Regions from separate parts of the Sus scrofa genome. Here region 2 is linked to region 1. A link is a contact called in public Hi-C data. All regions are on one chromosome and are shown on one strand. The core of a region is the stretch at or near the end of the contact, and the rest is flanking DNA. Distances in the headings are between cores, read along the strand shown. Region 1 has its middle 170 kb from the start of PLPP3. Region 2 has its middle 55 kb from the start of USP24.

Evidence for each region. A called contact is a pair of places that touch in the nucleus more often than the background predicts.
Region 2: a contact with region 1 is called in a Hi-C map of heart right ventricle, with 8 times the contacts expected there. The contact joins two enhancer-like sites. A contact is called at or near these places in 4 of 47 Hi-C or Micro-C datasets (embryonic fibroblasts, heart right ventricle, retroperitoneal adipose tissue and 1 more).

The regions. Positions count from the first base shown.
Region 1 is chr6:155,967,124-155,972,460 of Sscrofa11.1, reverse strand. No RefSeq gene overlaps it. Among named protein-coding and RNA genes, the nearest start is that of PLPP3, 170 kb to the right of the region's middle. Within about 2 kb of position 1,795, at least 10 of the 83 cell types and tissues checked have an H3K27ac peak or open chromatin away from gene starts, as enhancers often do.
Region 2 is chr6:157,162,370-157,167,760 of Sscrofa11.1, reverse strand. No RefSeq gene overlaps it. Among named protein-coding and RNA genes, the nearest start is that of USP24, 55 kb to the left of the region's middle. Within about 2 kb of position 4,015, at least 10 of the 83 cell types and tissues checked have an H3K27ac peak or open chromatin away from gene starts, as enhancers often do.

The DNA.
Region 1 (5,337 bases), core at 546-3,045:
CATAGAAAAAAGAGGACTATCTTAACCTATTCAGGTCATTATGGTGATTCTTCTTTGATCCTATACCCAAATTTGACAAGTGGCTCTTTCTTAAAGGGTGCATATAGTGTGGGATCTGACAGTCCACAGTGGAGAATTCAAATTTTCCAAAATTCTCACTTGTCAGAGTTCCCATCGTGGCTCAGCCATTAGCGAATCTGATTAGTATCCATGAGGATGCGGATTTGATCCCTGGCTCCCCCACTGGGTTAAGGATCTGGTGTTGCTGTGAGCTATGGTGTAGGTCGCAGACACAGCTTGGATCTGGCATTGCTGTGGCTGTGGTGTAGGCTGGCAGCTGCAGCTCTGATTTGACCCCTAGCCTGGGAACTTCCATATGCCACAGGTGTGGCCCCCAAAAAACAAAAAAGAAAAAAAAAAGAAAAAATTCTCACTTTTCATGTAAATACGCAAATTTTATCATTGGCAACAATTATTATTTGTTTTCCTTGAAGTGGCAACTCTGACTTCATCATTAAAAAAAAAAAAAAATCCACCAACTACCTAAGTCTGAAAAAACCACAATGACTGTATCAGTCATTCTTTCAAGGGAAAATGGTGTTTCATAAGAAAAATGGCTGGTTCGGCTCCCAACCCAAATAATCACCAGAGCTTTTCCCAAGGCTTCCATTGTGCTTTGCAGGTGGCACAAATGCTTTATGCATCTCATTTCATCACACAAAACATTGAAAAGACAGGCACTCCAGGGTTGAAATTTAATAAATTTTGACCATTTTTACTGCTTCATCAGGAATATTCTTAAGTGAAACTGGTTATTTTTTCTTTTTTTACCTGCTCATGTAGCAGTGAGTAACCAATGATTACAACTCAAGTGTAGTACCATCACCTTGATCCATACCGAAGTACCAGAAGTATCACCCGATATTGCCTTTACACCATCAGTTCAAGAACTATCTCAGCAAAAAAAAAAAAGACGAATAAAATCTCAGTAGTGATCTAAAAATGATTTGGATCTCATGGACCCCTGAAAGTGTCTCCATTTCCTCCAGGGCCTTCAGATCATACTTTGAGAGCCGATGCTTGATACTCTCTGGGATCAACCTGGAGCTACATGAGCAATTCTTCAGGGATCATTTTGGGTTAAAGCCCTGCCCTGAGCCTGGTGATTCTGACAGCCTGTTTGACCTTAGTCAGCACCTTCCCTGGATCCCTTGAACTCCAGGTTCTGGCTTAGATGGACCACCAACCACCACCTGTCCTCAAACTGGACCCACCTACCCTGGGCCGCACGTCTGTCCACCTCACTCCTGTGGAAACTCATGGAGCTTGCATGGCCCCAGCCTTCACTGTATGGCAGCATTGAATTTAATTCTTAGCACACTCCTGTGAGGTGGGTACCATTACCATCCCGTTTGGCCAGTGCAAAAACTGAGGCTCAGGGAAGCGGACGGCAACTCAGCTGTCGAGGAGAAAGCCAAGTCCCAGCACTGGCTCCTGGTCAAGTTCCCACAGTCCCATTCCCACCCCCAGTCTGGACTTCCCTTCGGTCTGCCTGCTGGTGAGATTCCAGCATGCCTCACCACCAAAATTTCCTGAAATGAGAAAATTCCCAGCACTGGCGGTTTTAATCATCCAATGTCTGAATTCCTAATATTCACAAATCACTCAGACATTGGAAACTTTGAGCCACACCAGTCTCCGGAATAGATAATTGATAAAGCCTGAGCTGGGTTCACTCCTGCATTGTCCGTCGTGTGCGGGACGTGGGCCTTCCTTTGGGGAGGGCTTCCACCCAAGCGGGTGGTTTGTCATCTCTGGCTTTGTCCTGCCCCTGGGAATTGACATCCTCCAGCCTCTTGCTCAGCGCCAGGAGCTCCCTGGAAGAGCCAGAGCCCATTCAAACAAGCCTCCAAACAACTCACCAGGATGTGACAGGATAAAAATCACATCCTAAGACTCAGATTCAGGAAACTTTCTCCTAAAATAAATCCAAACTAAAGTAAATAAAACATTAGGAATATTTTGGGAGAGCAATCTCACAGAACTATAAAAAAAGGACCCAAAAAAATGCTATTGTCCACAGACTTTGTTCAGACATTCTGCATTTCTGGTATGTCTTGTTAAGTGGTGGTTTCGTATCTGACATCGGTGCAAGGGGGAAATGACCCATGTTTATGAAAATTATACCATTTCTTCTAAGGGTAAGAGTGTCCTTTAAGCACTGGTTTGAGATAGGGCAGAGAGTTTGATGAGGATTTAAGGTTGTGATGATTAAAGCCAAGCTAGGAGAAACATGTAATTTGTCCAAAGGCCCAAGCTAACCGCAGCTAAGAAAGAATCACATGGAATACGTACAAGGAGGACACTGCAGTGCAGTCTTGGGTCCATAGGGAGAAGAGGGGACACAAACAGAAACTACGATTTCACAGGACAAGAGGAAAAAAAAACATGTTTGGTGTAAAGAAGGACAAAGTATTTGGCATAATGGACAACAACTGAGCCTTCACACACATTCTGTCAAAATAGATTCTGTCATGGCAACCATGATCTTCTTGCAATCTTTAGTCATCCAATTTTTAATGAGTCAACCATCCTTAGCCGGGCACTGACCATGACGCCGGGGTAAGAACACTGTCTGTGCTCTCAAGGAACTTCCAGGCCAAGTGGGCAAAACAGACTCGCGAATAGGCAAAGATAAGCAGATAACGAGGGCTATTAGTTCTGCTGGAGAAGGAGGGCCACCCCTGGAAGGCTTCCTGGTAAAGATGGCAATTGACCTGCTTAAACCCCCAGCAAGGTAGGTGAGGTCTTGACACATGGCGGTGGACGGCGATGGTCGCCTTGATACTCCCAAAGATACGGGTCACCAACATATTTCAGGAGCTCCCGTCATGGCGGAGCAGAAACGAATCCAACTAGGAAACATGAGGTGGCAGGTTCGATCCCTGGCCTGGCTCAGTGGATTAAGAATCCAGTATTGCTGTGAGCTGTGGTGTAGGTCACAGATGCAGTTTGGATTCCACATGGCTGTGACTGTGGTGTAGGCTGGCAGCTGCAGCTCTGATTCGACCCCTAGCCTGGGAACATCCATATGCTGCAGGTGCGGCCCTAAAAAGCAAAAAAAAAGAAAAAAAAAAAGAAAAAAGACAGTCATTCTTAGAGGCGGGTTTAGTAATTTTTATCCCCACTGTCTGGCCTGGTTTAAATGAACAAACAATCTCACATCTAATGCATGGCAGAGAGGAGATGCAAACTCAGGTCAGTCTAATCCCCAAACTCATAGGTTTTCCCCACCCAGTTGAAACCTAACTAAAATTAGATAGTGCAGCCCCCTCTAATTCCCCCAACATACGTGTTCTACAGCCCCCCATTACATATGGGCTCACTCTCAGCCAGGAATTCGTATCTCCCTCGAAGACTGAGACTCTATTTTATTCCGCAAAATTATCAATCTCAGGGAAAACACTCAACCCATTGATTTTGGTGAAAGCACTCTGGAGCGACAGCCATAAGCAGGGGGCTTTCCTGGGCTCAGGACACTGGCTTTGGGGAATGGCAAAAAAAAACACTTTGTAACTCAGTTCAGGAGAAAAATTCCTGGAAATTTGAGCAAGACGGTTTGTTTCTTACTCATAAAACTGTACTGAGCCAACTCTCATTCTTCTGTCAATATTTGTGGGCTGAAAACATGACAAACCACCCGCTGTGCTGGTCAAAATGTGGACATTAGCTGATAAAGACAAAATCCCCTGGGAGCAAAACAGAAGTGTCATGACTGGCTCTAGGATAACTTTTCCCTATCTTGGAAGGTTCCACCACATGATGGGCAGAGCTCTTGTGTCAGCGGAACCCAGGAGGCCCTCCCCCCTTCCGCTACCCAGAGTTGAGTCCAAAACATGAAGGGATATGTATGTCAACCTAAGGAGTTTGGACATTAATACCAATAACGCCACTTACTGAGGACCTTCTTTGTGGCTGGTCCAATGTATCTCTCTAATCCCGAAAGCTAAAAATTAATGCAACCTTGTTATGAATTTGAAAAATGATGGCAGGAAGTTAAAGCACATACCTTGGCCATCGTCAGCTGCTAAGTGACAGAGACGGAGTCAAACCTATTCTTTTTTGCTTGGGTCTCCCTGGCCTCCTGCCCTGGGCCCAGCCACTTTCATCTCTCTCTGGAGTAGCTTGGAAGGGGGTCTCCCTGTTTCCTCTTTTTCCCTCCCGCAGTGTAGAGTAATCTTTCAAATGTAAATCAGGCTATATCAGCCTTCTGCTGCAAATCTTTCCATGGCGGTGGGTATTGCTGCTACTTCCCAGCTTCCATCCTGCCCACCCATCTTCCCTTGGGTTCTGTCAATCCCAGGAGTATCCCTTTGGCCCTGCTGCAGGACTTGGTCATTGAGGCCTTGCGTTCTCTTGGTCATGGACATTGGGCTGCAGAGACTGGGCACGGTACCAGGAGAGGCCATTAACACAGACCTGAATACTGTTTGAGGTGGTAGGGAGTAAAATTCTGTTCTCTTCCTTGCTCTCACTCTCTCTTCCCAGAACATGAATGAAAAAGCACAGCCCCCGAGTCTGCAGGCAGCCACCTTGTGACCTTGCGGGAAACCAGTGTGAGGAGCGTGCTGGCCTGTGGGAGGAAGACCAGCCGGGGAAACATAGGACCACAAAGCTGGAGCCCTGACAAGACCACATCTAAAGCCTCACCCCCTTTCAACCTTTCAGTTACGGGGAACCAATAAACCCTCTTTACTGTCCACATCAGTGTGGGCTGGATTCTCTACAACTCACCCCAGAAAGTTTCCTGGGTGATTCGAACACCTCCCCGTGTACTCTGAGTGGCATCTGGATGCCCTTCTCTGGTATTAAACCTCTAAGATCAATGAGTGGTGAGGGCAGGGGCTGGGCTTCCATTTCCCCTATACTACCAGCCCCTCACATCTGTCTAGCACACAGCAGGCACTCTAAAGTTTTTGTTTTCTGAATGAGTAAACCTCTCTCTGTGAAGTTATGTGCTTCCCTCCCAGAGGCAGCGCATGCTGCTGAGTCCCGCTGCACCACGAGTTGGACCCACCTCTCTGCAGGTGGGCTGCATTTTACTAGTTTTGTTAGATGTCCAGCCCCCATCAGTGTCCTGCAGGAGGTCAGCTCCAGGGAGGGCTTGGCAGTTCTGGGGGTGGCAGCGAGCTTGCGCAAGAGGCAGGCCATGTGAACACTTCCCCAGAAGGAGGACCTCTGGAACAGGCTGGAATTCTCGCAAATAAAGCAGGAGAGGACTCAGAGCCACTGGGATCCGGGCGGCAGTGAATGTAACCAGTGAGGCGCTGGGATGGT
Region 2 (5,391 bases), core at 2,766-5,265, 1.2 Mb before region 1:
AGTTATATTTACCAGAACTCTATGTGGGAGCCACTGAGGAAGGAGATCTGGCTTTGCAGTTTGTTTCTGCAAGACTGTAGGTAAGTCCTTCGCCCTGAGCTTCAGTGCCCCACCTGAAATGTGTGTGTGTGTGTGTGTGTGTGTGTGTGTGTATTGATCCTTGGCTCTCTGATTCTGAATCTTTCACTACTGTCTCTAATGCTGATCTCAGTGTGAAAACTTTGGTTTTGATGGCATGCACCACCGCCCTCTTGTGGACGGTGGCATAGTTGTTGACAGTGGCTGAAATGTCACTTCAAGGCCCCTGCCACCTACTGTCAGGACTGAGTGGGGCTTCAAGAGGTGGTTTAGATCAAGAATAGGAAAGGCTGCACTTAACCACTCTCAGAAGATAGCCATTTCCTTTTCTCGAACCCCCTTCCGTGAAGACCTCCTCCTAGTTCCTGTGCATTTTTTTTTAGAGTTTAATTTATTTAGATTTAGCTCTCCATGATGAGGAGGTGGGGAGAAAGAATTGCTTTGCAGAATAACCATGATTAAAAATAATGCAGAGCATTTAGGAAAAAAAAAGTCCCTAAAGGCTGCAAATTAGTACCTGGGAGGCAGAGCCGGCAAAGTGGAGTGGCCAAGGCCTGGGGAGGAAGGGGCAAAGCATCTGAGTCCAGCTGAGAGCTGCTGAGAACGCCTCACTTGCCTTCCTCCCAGACGCCCCTAAACCTCTAATTTGCTCCCTCCCCAGAGATCCGCTCCACTGGCTTCAGCCTCTGCCTGCCCCATCTTCCAGCCGCCTTTGAGCGCCCTCCTGCCTCTGCCCCCACACCTGCGCCTCTAGCCCTTTTCATTATATGTGCTTTAGTGACCCTTTCGCAGAAATGATGATAGCAATTTGATAGCTCTTTCTCGCCCATTTATGTGATATATTGTGCACTAATTTTTAGTGTATTTTATATCAGTTATTATTTTTAGGGATATGTTGAAGAGTATTGTGCCTTAACAGTGTGTTTTTTTAAATTGAATTAGAGTGGATTTACAATATTATATTCATTTCAGGTGTACAGCATAGTGATTCAGTATTTTTGCAGATTATACTGCACTTAAAGTTATTACAAGAGAATTGCTATAATTTTCTGTGCTATACATTCTTGATGCTTACCTACTTTAAGCATAGTAGTTTATATCTCTGAATCCCATACTCTTATTTTTTCCTTCCTCCATCATCAGTGTATTTTATATTAAACAATTGTTATTATTTTGGCTAGGGGAGATATAAAAAAAAAAAAGGCTAACTGTGCTCCTAAAAGGTGGATGTAATTTTGACTGCTTAAGTTTATGTATTTATTTTTAAAGTTTTTTTTTTTTCTTTTTAGGGCCACACCCACAGCATATGGAGGTTCCCAGGCTAGGGGTCAAATCAGAGCTACAGCCTCCAGCCTACACCACAGCCACAGCAACGCAGGATCTGAGCCACATCTGTGACCTTACCACAGCTCATGGCAATGCTGGATCACTTAACCCACTGAGCAAGGCCAGGGATCAAACCCGCAACCTTATGGTTCCCAGTTGGATTCGTTAACCACTGAGCCACAATGAGATCTCCCTCTTGAGTTTACAATAAAGACATTTTGGTGCCATGTTTGGACAACTTTTAATGATGATGCTGGGTTGCCTATGATCCCTACCACCATTCCCACACTGCCGTTATCTGGGTTAATCTGGGGGCCTTCACTCATTTAAGAGTGGTTTTTCTTGAGCACCTACTCTGTGCCAGGCACAGTTCGAGGCTCTGGGGAGACAGCATGGAATGAAATTCAGATTCTGATGAGAAGTGAATGTGTATACAAGTCTTCCCTGAGTGTTGGAACTGGGAACAAGCCCCTAAGCTCTTTTTTGTTCACCATCTCCAACATGTGATCTCTTTCGGGTCAATTATTGGGAGCACTTTGCTATTTATTGGCAACTCCTGATGACTGAGTAATTAACAATTCACAACCTGGTAACTTTTCTAGTAGTGGAGGAAGAAGGGGAATTCCCTTTGTCGCTCAGTGGTTAACGAACCCGACTAGGATCCATGAGGATGTGGGTTTGATCCCTGGCCTTGCTCGGTGGGTTAAGGATCCAGTGTTGGCTGTGAGCTATGGTGTAGGTTGCAGATGCGGCTCGGATCCTGTGTTGCCGTGGCTGTGGTGTGGGCCAGCAGCTGTAGCTCTGATTTGAGAACCTCCATACGCTGTGGGTGTGGCCCTAAAAAAAAAAAAAAGAGGCAGAAAGGGATGCCACTAGTTTTCATAGGGCTGCTGGCACTTGTAGAAGGTGTGAGGGTAGTCACACCGCGTGGGGGCAGCCTAGCAGAGTGGTCCACAGCGTGGCTCTGTGGACTCATGGACCTGGGTGTAAATTTTGGTTTTGTCACATATCTATCTACATGGCTTTGGGCAGATGACTTAACCTCTCTGAAGTTCATTCTCTGCCAGCTCCCAGCCCTACCTCCGTAGAGTGAGGTGAGTGATAATAATTACCTAAGAGGCTGGGAGTAAGCATTAAATGAGATTTTACATATATATGTGTGTGGATATGGTGTTTGGTATAGTGAGCGCCTGGCACAAGGCTCCATAAATGGTAGCTGTTTTTACTCAGTATAGTTTAGTGTTACTTTCCTCCTACCAGCCTTTTTGAGGTGTAATTGACAAATAAAAATTTTATATATGTAAGGTGTACAGCCCAATGTTTCCATATACATATACATTGTGACATGATTGCTCCCGTCAAGCTGATGGAGTGACATATCCATCCCCTCACAGAGTTGCCATTGTGTGTGTGTGTGCGTGTGGTGAGAACACTTGAACTATACCCTCGGAAAATGTCCAATATACAATACAACATTATGAACTATCTACCAGCTCTGTCTTATCATCACTAGGCTATACATCAGGTCCCGGGTCACACTCATCTTGTAACTGAAAGCTGATACCCTTTGGCCAGGGTAACTCTCTGGTAACCACCATCCTACTCTGTTACTTTGAGTCTATTTTAGATGACACATGCAGGTGACACTGTACAGTATTTGTCAGTGTTCTTTAATTCTCACGTATAACGAAGACTTGCTGATTCATTGCGTAATTAGAGAACATACACTATACAGTTCGACAGGTGCCGAGACAAGGGAAACACAGGTTGAGATGGGTGCGTAGAGCAGGGACACCTTGCAGTCTAGGCAGAAAGCCTGGAGGAGGAGGGAACTATAAGCATACCACTGGAGGCTGAGTGGGATACAGCTGGTAGAGAAAGTATGTGTGTCTGCATGTGTGTTTGTGCCAGGGAGTCGGGGCTGAAGGAGGTCAGTGTTACGGGCGAGATCCATAAACGGGACAGGACAGCATCCGAGGTAATTTAGTAAACGTTTTAATGGAGGAGAGCCTGGAATGTAGGAGCCCGACAGTGTGCTGGGTCTGCTTCATGAAGTTATGGATGTGTAAAGCTGAAAGATGGGCTGCGATGCTTAAGCTTGTCCCCCTCAGACCTGAGTTTGAGTCCTTTTCTGCCTTTTAACAACCTTACCTTGGGTTAGATACCAAACTTCTCTCAGTCTCTGTTTCTTTCGTCTTTATAATAGGGATTAAAAATCCCTGCCTGACAGGATGGGCCATCTGAGATACATCAGAGACAATCAAGCAGTTAGCGAAAGGCAGGAAGGCAGGTGTCAGGGCTTTACTAGTGGGAGTGTTTTTTTTTTTTTTTTTCCCCTGCACCCACAGTATATGGAAGTTCCTGGCCAGGGGTGGAACCCTGGAACTCCGCGTCTCAGCAGCAACCCCAGCCACTGCAGAAATAACACCGGGTCCGTCCTTAACCCCCTGCATCACAGCAGGAACTTCTAGTGGGAGTGATTTTAATCTCTGGATGTGAGTTCTTACAATGTCACATCCGGCATCTGGCCCACAAAGGGACTTTGAGGTCATGCTGCCACCGCAGACACCCAGGTGGCAGCAGGCGGAGAGGACAAGAATAGCCAGGCGCTGGGACTGAAGGAGCCTGCGAGGGCAAAGAGCTGTGGCTGAGGTGGGGCCCAGCAAGCTGGTGCCTGCTGAAAGCCGCATGCACGGAGCTAGGCTGGAAGATTTGGACCCTCTCAGCTCTGCAGTGCTTATCCAATGAGCTCAGTCCTCCTGGGCCTCAGTTTCCTTAAATGAAAAATGCAGGGGAGGTTGGCATGGCAAATTTAATCCTCGTCTTAAATGGAGAACTAGATGGAGAAGAATTCAGAAGCTTTGTACAGTAGAAGAGAGAAAAGAGCCTTCAAATCAATCAGGGGTACCTGCTTTGTGAGACAGGGGAGTTGCAGCATGTGGGCCGTGGAATTGCTAGCCTCAGAACTTGCTAGGAAGCCCTGACCCTCGTGGTGTGCTTATTTTGTATGAGGCACCATACTAAGTGCCTCATGTGAATTTTATCATTTAACTCTCCAACAACCCCATAAGGCAGGGACTATTATTATCTTCATTTTATAGATGAAGAATCTGGCACAGAGAGGTTAGGTGATTTGTCCTAAGCCACACAGTTGTTAGTTGTGACCAGTGTCTCTTCCAGCTCTCGTAGTCTATCAACACTGAAAGCACTTTTTTTTTTTTTTTTTTGCTATTTCTTGGGCCGCTCCTATGGCATATGGAGGTTCCCAGGCTAGGGGTCCAATCGGAGCCGTAGCCACCGGCCTCCGCCAGAGCCACAGCAATGCGGGATCCAAGCCGCGTCTGCAACCTACACCACAGCTCACGGCAACGCCGGATCGTTAACCCACTGAGCAAGGGCAGGGACCGAACCCACAACCTCATGGTTCCTAGTCGGATTCGTTAACCACTGCGCCACCACGGGAACTCCAAGACTGAAAGCACTTTGAGCAGAGGAGCCTTATATTTCTTTTGAAAGCTCTAGGGCCTGGTAGGCTTTCAGACCATGCTTATTGCTTTGCTGAACTCAGTGGGTCCAGCTGCCCACAGTCACTTGGGGTCTCTAAAAAGCTTCTCACACCTGGATCCAGCCTCGGATCACTTACATCTGAATCTCTGGGGCTGGGGTCTGGCCACTTGGGCCTCTTGATTCTGGCTAAATACTCTGATTCTTCACCAAATAGTAGCCCTTTTTCCCTCTTCCTGCTTCTTGGCACTGGGAGGTGCTATTGGATAGTCTATGAAGTAATAGTCGCCTCAACCCAAGAAAGGCATTTCTTTTTGTTTTGAAATTTGTATATCTCCTCTTGAACTTGGAGAACTTGGGAGATGGACCTGAACTGGCCTTATCTGTGGCTCTTTTGAATGCTAACCATTGATGGTTAAGCAAGCAGATGTATGAAGTTTCTGGTGAGTCTGAAACTTTGTTTTGCTTTTAGCCTTTCTGCAG